2 separate regions of the Anser cygnoides genome follow, and region 2 is linked to region 1. Evidence: chromatin contacts called from public Hi-C data. All regions are on one chromosome and are shown on one strand. Each heading gives the region's core, a stretch centred on a gene start, on an enhancer-like site or on the middle of the called end of the contact. The rest is flanking DNA. Distances are from core to core; before and after follow the strand shown.

Region 1 (2,830 bases), core at 33-2,532:
TGCTTAGGGACATAGTTTAGTGGGTGATATTGGTGGTAAGAGGATGGTTGGACCAGATGATCTTGGAGGTCTTTTTCAACCTTAATGCTTCTATGATTCTTTAAGAAAAAAAAAAGATTGGTATTAAAATTGGTCATGTCTAACAAACCTGGCACATATGCGAGGAAAAAATCGCTTTAAAGTAGCTATATTTTTGGTTTTCATGCTGACAGTAAAACAGGTTCTGAGATGTGGGAACAAACTGACATTCTCCTGAGTTTCATGGATCTGTTTCTCTGAAATACCCATGATGGTCGAAGGAACCAAAGCTTTTGAAGAGGTACATAACCCTGCCTTCAGCATACAACATTTAATTTTCAGGGGACAGAGAACGCATTTCATTTTTAAAACTAGCTATCAAACACACCATGTCAGAGGATAATCTAAAAGGCATGTAATCTACAACTGCCTTATTCCTAAAAGGGAAGATTATCAAATGGAGAATTAAAAAGTTTAAACTGAGCTATGGAAGCTGCGCAATACACAAACACTGAGCCGAAGTGTGGTATGTCATTACCTAGCACTTGCTTCTTGGTAAACGCAGTACCATCAATTCTCATTTCTTTTTATTCAGAGGATACTAAATGCTCTCAAGGGTCAGTATTTTAAGGTGGTGAGAGAGAGTTCCCCACAGGGTCTCAGCCTCATAAAAGCTCGGGTCACAACCTGTATGCGTGCATTTGGCTGAGGAGATTGGAGCCTTATAAACCTGTATATCATCTCGGTGCATTGTGTGGCTTTCAAGGCCAGTGACAGACCCCGTGAGGTGGCATACTTTGGAGAGAAAATGGAAAACTTTCGCTGGCTTTTCGGCAGGGCCTGGCGGCTTCGGGGGGACGTGAGGCTTGCCCGAGGAACGCTAAAATGGCGGCAGGGCGACCGGGAGGGCTTGCCGTGCCCGGGGCACAGCAGGCACCCCTCCTGCACCCTGCTCCTTGTGAACATCGTCGGAGATATGCCTTTCGAGCCCTCCTTTCCCATGATCCACACGCCCTCCCGGCGTTAGATTTCAGCTTAGCTCCTTTATTTTGAGGCAAAACCTGAAAATAACCCACATTTCCTCAGAGCTTCCCGTTCCCTGCCCATACCACCGCCAGCCGCCCCCCCCCGCCGCGGATCGGGACGGGACGGGACGGGACAGGATGGAACGGGACGGGACGGGAAGGAGGGAGAGAAAGAGGGAGGCGGCCCTTGCAGCGGCTTCCTCCCGCCCTCCCTTCCTCCGGCCGCCGCCAGGAGCCAGCCATGGCCCCGGGGCTGGGCGGGCTCCGCGGCTCGGCGGGGCCGGGGGAGCGGTGAGGGGCAGGGGGCCGCTGCTGGGGCAGGGAGCAGCCGCCTCCGGGAACGGCGCCTCCTCCTCCCCTCGGTGTTAACCCCTCCCCGGGTTAACCCAGGGGGTTATCCATGGGGACGGCGTCGTCGCTGGTGAGCCCGGCGGGCGGGGTCGGGGAGGTGATCGAGGACACGTACGGCGGCGGCGAGGCCTGCGAGATCCCGGTGGAGGTGAAGCCCAAGGCCCGGCTGCTGCGCGGCTCCCTGCGGCGCGTCGGGGCCTCGCGGCCCGGCGGCCTGATCGGGGCCAGCTTCAAGTCGACCGCCTCGGTGCAGGAGCTGGAGTGCGTGGCCGAGTACGAGCGCCTGAAGAAGGAGTACGAGATCTTCCGCGTCAGCAAGAACAACGAGGTGGCCTCCATGGTGAAGAAGGAGGCCAAGCTGGACAGGGAGAACAAGCGGCTGCGCGCCGAGCTGCAGGTAGCCCCCCGCCGCCCCCTCGGACCACTCGCCCCGCTTCACGGGAGAGCTGTGGCGGGGAGGCGAGGAGCGCGGTGGTTTTTCCTTCCCGAGGAAGGCAGGGTGCTGGGGAAGTGGCATATGTCCCCACGCCACCCTGGTGAGCTGTCAAGGTGTGGCCAAGGTGCGCCTCTAGGGACGGGGCCGAGCGCTGCATCTCCTCTGCAGCAGGGAGAGTTGTAGGGTGCTGGGTTGGCGCTGTCCTGATCGGGAATGTTTTTGACAAGCTGAGGCTTTTATTGGCTATTCTGCTCTTTCAGAAAAAAAAAAAAAAAAACAACGGTGTGTTAAATGTTTTCAGGCACTTCAGAAAACTTACCAGAAAATACTCAGAGAGAAAGAATGCGCGTTAGAAGCTAAATACCAAGCCATGGAGAGAGCTGCAACGTTTGAACATGATCGAGACAAGGTCAAAAGGCAGTTTAAGGTATGGCTTGACTTTTCTTTCCCTGGGAAAATGATCAAAAAAAAAGATAAATATATTACTTGGTCACATTCCCAAATGAACTCCTTTCCAACAGCTTTTACGGGGACCTTTCCATCTTAAAAAGATTGCAGTATCATGGTCTTGGCTGATTATTTTCTTCAAAATAATCTTACTAAAACTTCCCTATAAAACAGAGAAAAAATAGAAAACAACCTTTTACATACTAAAAGGAGGATACTCAGTGATGCATTTTCAGCTAAATTCCTGTGTTATTTCAACACAGATTCTTGCAATTTTGGTACCTGAGAGTGACAGGAAAATGTGTGCCGCAGACTGACACGTGCTGAAGGAACATATAAACACAATTTTATTATTTCTCAATATATATTTGTATTTAGCATTTTAAGGCTACTAGGTTACATTGAAGAGATGTGTATTGGTACATCTATTTTGACTGCTAAAAAAATGACAGCCAGTTAAAGAGAAAAGCCTTTGCACTTCTTTGGGGGATGACTTGAAAGGCCAAGCTGATGCTTTTCCCTTGCTGCAGATGATGATATTTTCACCATCCAA
Region 2 (2,700 bases), core at 115-2,614, 110 kb before region 1:
CGCTGCCACCACAGGTCTACTCATGCTGGCATGTACACGTTATTGAGTGGGAAACCTTCAACTGGCAACTGAATTTTTTTTTTTTTGCTTTTAGTTATAATTATGGAAGCCTTGTCCAACATAACCCACAGCTATAGAGAATAATGCAAGGCATAACTAACACTCAGATAGCTTAGGTAGGTTTTTTTTTTAATAGATAAATAAAAAAAAAGAGCAACGATCAAAATTATTTGCTTCCCTGTATCTTGATTTTCAGCTTTTTAATATATATGAACATAAAAAAGATAAGACTTTCATTACCGATTTTACAGAAAGCACTGTCATGCTTAAAAAATCTGCACTGTGTACAGAACTCTTTAAACGTTTTTGCCCCAGCTATTTCCACTTATTTTTTTCTCCCAAACATGATCATCTTTACATCCTGGTTGCATATCTTACCATGCCATGGGTCTAAAATAAAAACTAGTCAGATTATAAATCATTTACAAATTGAGGATTTTTTTTTTTAAACACTATTCCCAAGAGCTGGGAGCACTGAGTTATGTTGAGAGTGAGAAGAATTATGTTCTCTTCTCTGCTTCCGACTGGTAGTATTAAAGCAGACATATTCTTTGCATTTCAACCTTGCATTCAGACCATAAATGCTACAGAGCTGTTAGAGCACTTTGCTAAGTCAGCTCAACAAAGGAAGGTTGCTTTAGAAGACATATAGAATCAGTAATATAAAAGAGGGACAAAAATTGATGGGCCTGAATATATGTTACATTCTTTCTTCAGTGATATTCATGCAAAGTAAACTCTAGTTTTAGTGAAAATGAAAATGCAACCTTAATCAATGAGGCTGACTGAAAGATCAGGTTTGCACAAGCATGTCCAACAAACACCTACAGAAATGTTCGTGCTTTTGTTACAACAATGACAAAAAACACTTTATTACGTACAAAAACAACAGTTTGGCTGTGCATCCTGATAGTTGTGCTACCTGTTTGTAGGCACCACAATCCAGAGTCTTTATTCAAGAGGGAGTTTTTGTTTTCCCATAGGCACGAGTGCATTTTTGCCAGAAAACCTCATGTGTTTGTCAGCTGATACTTGTGCTCCCAGAAACTGCAGGACCAACACATCCTGTCTCATCTTTTGACAGAGGGCTGTAATGACAAATGCCTCATTTAAAGCCTTGATTTATATAACAAGTGGCACTGGATATAAGCAGATTAGTCATTGCTACTCATACAGCATGTTCCTATAGACTTACAAGTACTTATACCACTCACAGCTTGCTGTTTTCACAAACTATGCAATAAACTTGCATCTTTGTAAGGTGTTTCATTAAAAGATATGACAGTTGATGTAGAGTCAAAATTGCCTCTGACACTGCACAAAGTTAATTTTTATCCCATTATTTACTTATGCAGAATTTCTGAGCCCTAGTCTTTACTGTTTTTATTTATTTCACAGCTCTCATGGTGAAGATTAGAGCTCTGGTTTACTTTGCTGTCAGTCCAGCCCTGCAAACTCACAATCCTATATAAATGAGGCTGCATGCTGGGTAGGGATGCTTTAAAAACTTGTTATAAGGATCAGGAACAGGCTCATGACCATTAAAAAACCTCCTTAACGCTGCACAGAAAAACTTCTAGTTGTGTAATCACTTAAAGTTGCCCTGCACTTTGAGTACTTGAAAAGTCTTTTTTTTTTTTTGCCGTCAAAAAGATAAAATCTTCAAAATTTCCTTTAGATTTCAGAGTATTGTTCACAATTCATTAAAAATTTACTGAAGGAGAACTCCTGAGGAGAAAGGTTCTGCAGTCCAATACCTACTTTTACTGATTTTCTCAACAGAACATGCTTTTCAACTTCAGCTGGCATTTTACACAATTTATTCTAATATATTGATTTTTCAGGCCACAGCTGTTGTCCTTTGGACTTCATTCACAGCCATCCCTTCTTTTTCTTGTAATCAATGCAACTACAGCTAGTGTAATATTTACTCTTGCCAAGTTAGTTCATACAAGTCTGAATTTGCCATTTTTTTTTCCCCAACAGCATTTTATTTCTAGCTTAGTTACAAAGTTGAATTGAAACTATTTGGCTCTATCTCTCATGACTATTTACTGTACATTAAACAAAAAGTAACCAAGCATGAATGACAAAAGTAAGGCTAATTGAAAAGTCTGCTTTTCTCAAGCATGTAATGAACCTTTCGCACAGGCTAGGGATTTAATACCATTGCAGAGCATTTTTGGATTTTTTTAACAGGCAGAGTCTCCGCTCCTCGTGCATTTCACCACCAGCGTGCTGCAGCTTCAAGAAGTTTGCATCAACGTGAGCAAAACAAATGGCTAAAGTCAAAGCACAAGATTTACAACATAAATATGTTCCCCCACTCTGTGAAAAGACAAGTGATGTCTAGAAAGTGTGTTTACTTTCTACAGGTGCCTCTTCCCTTCTCTTTCTCCTCTCTGCCCCCCAAACCCACAGCATTAAGTTCCAAGCTTTGGAGCAGCCAGAGTGCGGCTGTAAGCGTGCGTGCTGAAGCACAGCTGTCATAAACATCACGGCATCAGGACTGCCGGACTCTAGTAAATGATTGTAATGAGTTCACTATCAATCAAACGTGCCCCCCTTGTCAGAAATAAAGCCCGGTTTTTGACTTTTAAGAATAGCTATTAATGTCAATCATGATTCTAAGTCAGTTGC

Evidence for each region. Hi-C and Micro-C count contacts between places; a contact is called where the count stands out from the background.
Region 2: a contact with region 1 is called in a Hi-C map of liver, with 2.1 times the contacts expected there. The contact joins the enhancer-like site here to the promoter of NPHP3 in region 1. A contact is called at or near these places in 4 of 7 Hi-C or Micro-C datasets (granulosa cells and liver).

Annotation. Positions count from the first base shown.
Region 1 is chr2:46,307,050-46,309,879 of Taihu_goose_T2T_genome, reverse strand. NPHP3 (nephrocystin 3) reads left to right here and starts at 1,282. Exons shown (of 27, transcript XM_048053030.2): 1 at 1,282-1,791; 2 at 2,132-2,257. The coding sequence starts at 1,444.
Region 2 is chr2:46,418,110-46,420,809 of Taihu_goose_T2T_genome, reverse strand. The region is part of intron 2 of TMEM108 (transmembrane protein 108); the gene reads right to left. Among named protein-coding and RNA genes, the nearest start is that of TMEM108, 28 kb to the right of the region's middle. Within about 2 kb of position 1,364, at least 1 of the 3 cell types and tissues checked has open chromatin away from gene starts, as enhancers often do. A contact at or near this core is called in liver, where this site is marked.